Regions from separate parts of the Mus musculus genome. Here region 2 is linked to region 1. A link is a contact called in public HiCAR-type data. All regions are on one chromosome and are shown on one strand. Each heading gives the region's core, a stretch centred on a gene start, on an enhancer-like site or on the middle of the called end of the contact. The rest is flanking DNA. Distances are from core to core; before and after follow the strand shown.

Region 1 (4,447 bases), core at 1,009-3,508:
CATCTTGCCAGCCCTTCAATGTGTTTTAAAAACCAGCACTTGACCCTTCCAACTCCCAAATACTCAAGAAATATTTTGCAGACACCAGTCACTAAAAGTGTCCTTAGGAAGTAGGCCACAAGTTTAACATACATTATTGTACTGCTGTCTGCAGTGACACACACAACATATCCTAAAACAAAGACACCAGAACTAACGCCCATAATCAATAACTACTGATTTGAAAAGTGTCCCAATTGCCTTCTTATGATTACATTTCACTTTGTATTTAGTGAACACAAACGAACCTGGCAAAAGTCATGTCAACATCTGTAATGCCAGCACTCAGAAGGCTTAAACTGAAAGGTGGAGACAGAGGATCCATAGAGATCCTTGGCCAGATACTCTGCCAAATAGGTGAGTTCCAGGTCTCAAAACATAAGGTGGGAAGTAATTGAAGACATCTGAAATGGGCCTCTAGCCTATACACACACACACACACACACACACACACACACACACACACAGTATGAAATGAACAGTAAGTACCTTAGGGAACAGAGGAGAGTAAATGCGACAGGGGCTCCACCACAGAGCAGTGGGTAAATGAAAATAGCCTAAGAACAGCATCTGTAAACCCACAAGGAGGCAGAGAGGAATTGTTACAATGTATTTATGGATGTTTTAAAGGACACCTTGCAGAAGCTGGTGCCCCCTTCTACCCTATGGGTCACTGGGACCAAACTCAGAGGGAGATCAGGCTTGGCTGCGGGCGCCTTTATCCACCGAGTCATCTAGATGGCTCTTGGAAATGAATTTTTGACCCACATCAGACAAACCTAATGATGGAGAGTCCTGTGCTCACCTAATAACTAGAGTGATACTATCTGAGATTTCATTTGTAATCCTAAATTTCCATTATTTTAATGTGCAACCCTGTTAATTGTGTTAACCAAGGAACATGTGTTGGAACATGGACCATTATTTGTTGAATTTGAGTTTTATAGAACCATAACACAGCTTATGTGAGGGAAAACTCCTGATACAATTTCTAAGATAAAATAATCTGAGCATTACTCAAGTCCAGTTTCTTAACAAAACCAGCCAGGGAAGACCTTAAGAAGCAATTTAAATAGCCAAAGGCTCCCTGGTCCAAATGCCTGGTAGAATACTATCACCTCTTGACAATTCTTTGGGACAATCATCTCAACATTTTAAGCTTTCCTGTAGGGAAATCCCAAAATTAACTGTAACTCACTATAACAAATATTTTCATTTAAGCCCCGTATCCTCCTGCCTCAGGCTCCCCTAACAGCTGATATTGTGTGAGTCACCACTTTCCTGCCTTTTGTCAAAATCAGGATGATTGGGGAGGGGGATAAAATGTATATTATTTATCCACAGTTTCTTAAATAAGAAACTTAGATGATAGCACTCGGCATTCAATTGTGTAAAAGGTACATTAACCCGTGTAAAAGGTATAAATTATCAGAACAAGGGTTCCTGTTCATTTTCATTCTCTTCCCCTCCACCCCTTTCTGATTTTGCAAAATAACTGTCTGGTAAGACTGCTGTCTGTATCAACCACAATAACCACACCAGCCCACGGAGGTAACATTCAGCAGGTGCAACAAGAAAGTAACATCTTTCTCTTCCCCCTAAATCAAAATGTATCCTCTTTCACCTAATTTGTCACTTTGGGGCAAACGATACTACAGCTGGCAGGAACTTTCTCCTTAGTGGCAGATGCTGGTTTCACATACCCCGGGGAAGAGCTGTGTTCCTGGGCCTAGCTTTGCTCCACAACTGGAGGGGGGCGGGGGGGCGCGGAGCATCAGCCGGGAATCGATAGGTCCAGAGACCTCACCAGTGGGCGAGCCCCTCGCCCACGTACCCCGCCCCAGTCTGGGTCCAGCACCTACTCTGCCTGCTCGTGCTACCCACCCGGAAGAAAAGCTCAAGCGCTCTGTAGCTAGAAGAGTGGTGGAGTGGACCCGACGCCTCCGGCTTCAGCTGGGAGACCCTCCCCAACCTTGCCCGCCCAGAACTCGGCCCTCCATGCCCACAACCATGGGCAGGGCAAGAACAGACCTGCGCCCTCTCTTCTGTGACCCGTCCAGCCTCCTCGAGGCTGGGATCTACACCCTGCTCCGCGCCACTGACCTTCTCTGCAGGGTCCCGGCGCGCGAGGCTAAGCCGACTGATGCCCGCCGCGAGCACACCAGTTTTCCCTGCCCACGGCCCTCCGCCTTGCTCTGATCCACAGCCTAATGCGTGCCCGCCTCCTGGTTGCCATGGTGACTGCCTCCTCCCCCCACAGCCGCTAATTGGTCCAGCTCCGGATCGCGGAGGACTCCTATTGGTGAACTGGTCCAGGGACGCGCCTACGCGAAGGCGCTTCTGGAAGAACTAGCCAAGAGGGACGTGGCGCTCTCCGAAGCGTGAGGAAGCCGCGCCTCTTCCTTCCCTTGCTGTCTTAGACTAGCTCTTAGTGCATGGCTTAGTAGGGTGAAGTGATGCCCGGGGATCCCCCACAAAATCTTAGGGTTTGCCAGGTTCTTGGTCTCTGGCATGAGCCTGCAGCGCCCACAGTGGTGGAGAAAAAAGTGGTAGCCCTCTTGTGAGTCTTGGAGAGCCTCTTTCCTGCAGGGACTCAGACTGGTATTTAACGTACCCCCACCCTCCTTATCGTGGTCCCTGAGTCCCTGTGACTTAATAGCATTTACCTCTCAGATACAGATTTTTCTTCTCTCTGCCCCGTGGAGTCAAGACATCTTCAACACATTTAACATTAACAACATTTTAACCGTGGGGCATTTTGTACGTGCTTGGAGGGTAGAAAAGCTTTAGAGCCTTGGAGCTGGTTTTGAAGCGTGAGTGCCAGTTACTCGCACCTGACTGATTTTTAGGGTGTTTTGTTTTGTTTTGTTTTGTTTTGTTTTGTTTTTCAACCCAAAGAAAAAGGTCCTAGGTTGTGTACTGACTGGCTGGTCTCCTTGCTGCAACGAAAAATACTAAGAAAAGCAGTTAAAGAAGGAAGAGGGGTTTGGTTTGGTTTGGTTTGGTTTGGTTTGGTTTGGTTTGGTTTGGTTTGGTTTTGGGGTTTTGCTTGTTTGTTTTGCTCACAGTTTAAGGGTGTGCTTCAGTACAGCAGTAGAAGAAGCTTGAGGCAGCTGGCACAAGGTATCAGGAAGCAGAGAGAGACACACGAATGCTGGCACTTAGCACTCTCGCTCGCTCGCTCTCTGTCTCATTCTCTCTATCTCTAGTTGGTTGAATCTACAAACGAAGAACCCACAGATCCAGGGGAGGGTAGACTGCAATGGAAACCACTGTTAGCAAGACACAACGTGGGTTAATGGCTGTGTGCACCATTAGAGATCAGACTTCTCTCTTGCAACACTCAACTTTTCTAACCCATCCTAAAGAAGGTATCAGAGCACTATGCTTCCATTTCCTTGTGTATAAAATGGGGTCAGTAACAGCCACACACACACACACACACACACACACACACACACACACACACTTACAGTCTATAAAAAAGAGTCAGTCACATTGTACTAACTCGGCCATTCTTGGGATGGTGACTAAACCAAAACCTCAGCCTCTAGATTTTAACTCTTATCCACACCTCTCGTCCACTTACTTTGAATAATATCCCAAAGCTAAGCTCCTTTTGTGTTTTAGAATGTTGTCCATTTTTTGTTTTGTGGCTCTGCTTCCACTGAGGGATTGAGAGCAGAGACATATGTTTAAAAAAAAATGAACAAGTTGAATGTAATGACACTTGAAGAGGATAAAAGATTATGTTATAGGCACACTAAATTTCAACTTGAGAGATATTACCTACATCCTAAGAATCGTTAGTAATCCTGTAATATTTGAGTTGATATTCCACCCCAGCACTGTGGGAATTGCTAGACTCACTAGGCACGGTGGTCCCCACGCCTTCAGGATTAGCATATGGTAGATGGAAACAAAAGAATCGGGAATTCCAGGCCAGCCTGAGCTCTGTAAGAACCTGCCTTATGAAACAAAAACAAGATACTAGACTATTAACTTATTAAAGCCAGGAACTGCCTTGAACATTTCCATTACCTATTAACCTATCACAAGGACAAATACCATGTGAATGGGGCACAAAAACTGGGCATAGATTTTCTAAGGGCAAACCTTAGAAACCCTGGTGCTGATCTGTCTGTATGATTCATAGAAATCTGATGCAGATCAGTAAAACCTGGCAAACGAGAAGGTGGAATTCATCCAATGATGTAATTAAAGGAAGAAGACAGCGAACAGGAGTATGGTGACTGAGGTGACGACACCTTTCTGGGGTGAAGGGCATGGGGAAGACAAGAAAAACAGGCTGAACAATAAGTAAACAGCAATTTCCTGGATTAGAAGACAGCGGAGCACAGCACTTCAGAAGGCCATGAGGATAAAAGCCTGGAGTAGTGGCTCTTAA
Region 2 (4,447 bases), core at 736-3,235, 2.1 Mb before region 1:
TTCCTTGCCCCACCCCCCAGGGTTGGGGGTGGAACTCAGGACCTCCTGTTTACTATGCAAGAGCTTTACAGAGCTTCCCACCTCACCCCTGCCCCTGCCCCGCCCCCACTCCAGCTATTGATATCTTTGAAGCACCCAGGCAATTTGCTTCACAGGAATGTTCCAGAAGCTGTATTTGTTCCTCTTCACTGAACAGATGTCCCTTCCCAGCTGGAGACTGTGTGAACGATATATTTTTTTCTATATAAAGCACCCAATTTGGGAGGAGGGGTGGTCTTCTGTTACAGCAACTGTTGGCAGAATAGGGCTGGAGGGGAGATTAGCATATGAAAGAAGCCAGTTGGCGGAAGGCCTGGGAACTCCTCCCTCACCAGGGCTATGAGGAACAAACCAAGCTCACCCAAGGCACTCTCCCGAGAGGAGAGGCCTTAGAGACTCACCACACTCCCAGGTGGGGGTCCATCAGCACCTCTACTTTTTTCTCACCCTGGTCCAATTATTTGTTCTGGGACTTACGAACCTAGAAAGCTCAGCGGGTCCTCTCTAGACTCAGATTTACATATAACTCTGAGCTCAGTGCCCTGCCTCTGCCTCTTAGATCTGAGCTGAACAGAGATGACTAAGATTCTTTGTGTAGCCTAACTGTAAGGCTCCTAACCAACTCCAGAGCCTGCCTGTATTCTCCCCTGTGAACTCTAGTGTTGCCAGAGAGCCTTGCACAGTCATTTAGGAAGAAGGAGCCCTAATACCTGCTGCCCCTCACTGAGTGGGCCTCCTTCCTAGATGGTATCTGTCACCTGATCTATCTGCAGTGACAGTTTCATCAGCTCAGCCTAGATAGAAACCTCCTTAACTCCCTGTGGTGGCTAGTCGCCACAGTCGTCCTGATTGGAGTTCGAATCACCTCATGATTAATGAGACATTCCATCCTGCTGTGTGTGTGACAGATTGCTCACAGTTAGATACTGCAGGTTCTGACCTTGTATTTTGATGAATTCCCATCTAGATGGCACCCCTGGGAGGAAGCAGGGGTGGACGCGAGATGCTCTGCCCTCACCTCTTTCTTGCTACCATCCCTCTCTCTGCTTCTTGGCCAGCATGATAGAAGTTGGACCAACGCCTCTGAAATCTGGAATAAACTAAGTCCTCCCTCCTCCAATCTGCTCAGAGCAACTTAACTAATACAGCTCTAATATTCTGTCCTGGTAATTTCCTATCAGCAACCTCCAGCCTGCTCCTTGGTTATAGCTCCCAGATACCCAGGTCACATTAGGAGTCAAACCCACACCTCTCCCTGTCTGCACAATCCAGGTCCAGCTAATGCTTTTTTTAAACAGAGGAACAGATACCACTGATATAGGAAGAGAGTCAGGTTTGGTCATGCAGACCCATGATCCCTGAACTCTGGTGGCTTGAAGCAGGAATATTTTAAGTTTAAAGCCTGCCTGGGTTACCTAGCAAGCTCTTATCTAAAAGAGGAAAGAAGGAAAGGGGAGAAAATAGATGAGAGAGCAGAAGCACAGAGAGGCTTAGTAACAAGCCTTGGATCGCACAGCCAGTGAGTGAAGAACCATTTGCTGATCCAAGGCTGTCTCATTTTTCACTCTCTCTCTCTCTGGAAATGACAGCTTACCATGAGAAAGTTGGAATGATGACATACCAGAACAGCATGGTCCTCCCAAAAGGAGCCCTTGGAGCTCAACAGCCTTATAACAAATACCCACGAGGGCAGCTGCTGAGTGTGTGTGCTGGTGTCCTGCTGTCTGTCTGCAACAATAGCCAAAGGGAACTTTCCCTTCCCCCACTCACAGCGTTCTGGGCAGCAGCGTCTAGGCCATGAGCCACCTCAGAGAAACTTTGGCTCTCATCAGGATTCATCTCCTGCCTCGGAGATTTCAGCCAAGTCCTCCCTAGAGACAGAGAGTAGTCAGAACTCAGAGCAGGACAGTGTAGCAGGGCTGATGGGAATGGGTACAGGCGGAAGTCATTACCTCCGTAGGAGGGAAATGTTTTCCAGATGGACCGGAAGTACATCTGTGGGGGACCTTGGGAAGTGAGGAGGCCAGAGTGTGGAAGAGAGGAGGGACACTCCTTCTGTCTGTCCTGAGGAATCATGGTGGACACCCCATAGTAAAAGGCCACTTACCATGAGAAAAGTATGCCAGCTTACTCTACCAAATTCTGCTATATGGAAGAGTCCAGTGCTCCGTTAGGCTCAAGTACACACTGTGAAAGTGACAGAGGCACAGAAAGCCCACCAGAGAGCACTCACCCAGCACACGAGGAGGCACCAGGTTTCATTAGGGTTGGTGGTGTGAGTTCCTGCCAAAGCACTGCCTGGGAGGCTGAGGCAGGGGAATCTAGCTTGAGGCAAGGATAAACTGCATAATGAGATCTGTCTCAAAACAAAAAGAGCCAGGAATACAGCTTCATTAGTAATTTATCCAGCATGAAAGAATCCTGGGGTTTGAGCCCCACACTCATAAAACAGAATGGCAGTGTACACCTGCAACCCCAGCACTTAGGAAGCAGAGGCAGGTAGGTTAGAAGTTCAAGATCATTCATAGTGGATTTGATGGGATGGATACATGGGATGCATGAGACTCTGACTCCTTCCCTTTCCACTTCTCAAAAACAAAACAAAACAAACACGCCAGTTGTTATAAAAAGATTATTAAGAAAAAAAGGGTATAAGAATATGTTTTATGGGGGGTGTGGTGAGGTATGGGGAAGGGGACGCCTTGACAGGCTCATGCCAAGGCATCCCTTCTCCTTGAGGGACCAGCCACATGATGGTATAGTGTAGAATAGAGTTTATTTAGGGCATGGGGAGGAGAGTCAAGAGGGTAGTAGAGACAGAGAGAGACACAGAGAGAGAGAGAGAGAGAGAGAGAGAGTATAGAAGTAGAGGCTGGCCATGGCCACGTGGGGAAATGGAGGAAGGGAATGCAGAGAGAGGGAGAGCAAGAGGCAAGAGAAGAGAGACAAGAGAGAGGGGAGGGGGCAAGCAGCCCCTTTTATAGTGGGCCAGGCCTACCTGGCTTTTGCCAGCTAACTGTGGGGGGTGGAGTCCCGACAGAATTCCAATACCAGTAAAATGAATGAATGAGTAATAGTTATTGAGCAATCTCTGAGAGAAAGAGTCTCCCCTCCTCCATCCATTAATTCCCACAAGCCTAATGAACTTCTTGGTGATCTGCCATGACCACAGACCATTCCTACCATGGGACTTACGTTCTGTTGTACTGGGGTAGGCTGACAGCCACAATAATGCCACAATTACCAGGAAGGCAAGCTGTTAAAGAATGGTAAATGCCACAAGAGAAGGAGGCCTAGAGAAGAGGGTCAAGGGTCAAGGAGGGTAGGGAATGCATGCAGGTCTGCCAGGAAAAAGGCCAGGTGTGTTATTTGTCTTATTGCTGTGGTCAAAATGTATAACAATGAAGGAGGAAAGAGTTGCTTGGGCTCATGGTTTCAAAGGGATTTCAGCCCACCACGGTAGACTGGCATGGTAGACTGACACGGTAGACTGGCACGGTAGACTGGCATGGTAGGCTGGCATGGTAGGCTGGCATGGTAGACTAGACTGGCATGGTAGACTAGACTGGCATGGTAGACTGGCATGGTAGACTGGCATGTAGTGGTAGGAGGGAGTAGCTCAGTCACGTAGTGATTGTCTTAGTTAGGGTTTTACTGCTGTGAGCAGACACCATGACCAAGGCAACTCTTATAAAGGACAATATTTAACTGGGGCTATCTTACAGGTTTAGAGGTTCAGTCCATTATCATGAAGGTGGGAGCATGGTAGCATCCAGGCAGGCATGGTACAGGAGAAGCTGAGAGGCTACATCTTCATCTGACAGCTGCTTGCTACAAGAAAGCTTGTTTCCAGGCAGCTAGGATAAGGATTTTTTTTTTTTTTTTTTGAGACAGGGTTTCTCTGTGTAGCCCTGGCTGTCCTGAAACTCACTTTGTAGACGAGGCTGGCCTCGAACTCAGAAATCCGCCTGCCTCTGCCTCCCAAGTGCTGGGATTAAAGGCTTATGCCATCTTGCTCGGCTTAGGATAAGGATCTTAAAGCTCATGACCACAGTGACACACATATTTCAACAGGGCCACAATTCCTAATAGTGCCAATCTCTGGGCCAAGCATCTTCAACCCACCACACAATGGATCAGCCCTGGGTTATAACTTCTAAAGACCCACCCCTAGTGGCCTATGACCATTAGCCAAGCCCCCACATCACTTCCAAGTCCCAGCCCTGCATAGCTAAGCTGTATAAACACCTCCCCCACCCCCAATTATCCTTCTTCCATGGGTATACTCTTTCACAGACAGCAGGGACAGAATTGCATCCAGCTGGAGCCTCAGTGAGGGTCTTACTTACTTCCCAGGTCCACTATCTCTGAGGAAACTTCCACAGACCTGATCTTGAGGGTCCCTTTT

What was found. HiCAR-type assays count read pairs that join an accessible place to other places.
Region 2: a contact with region 1 is called in a HiCAR-type map of astrocytes, with 6 times the contacts expected there. The contact joins the promoter of B230311B06Rik here to the promoter of Nucb2 in region 1. A contact is called at or near these places in 1 of 39 promoter capture datasets (pre-B cells) and 1 of 115 datasets of contacts at active chromatin or transcription factors (astrocytes).

Annotation. Positions count from the first base shown.
Region 1 is chr7:116,502,180-116,506,626 of GRCm38.p6, reverse strand. Nucb2 (nucleobindin 2) reads right to left here and starts at 2,258. Exons shown (of 14, transcript NM_001130479.2): 1 at 2,143-2,258.
Region 2 is chr7:118,589,823-118,594,269 of GRCm38.p6, reverse strand. B230311B06Rik (RIKEN cDNA B230311B06 gene) reads right to left here and starts at 1,985. Exons shown (of 2, transcript NR_169121.1): 1 at 1,810-1,985.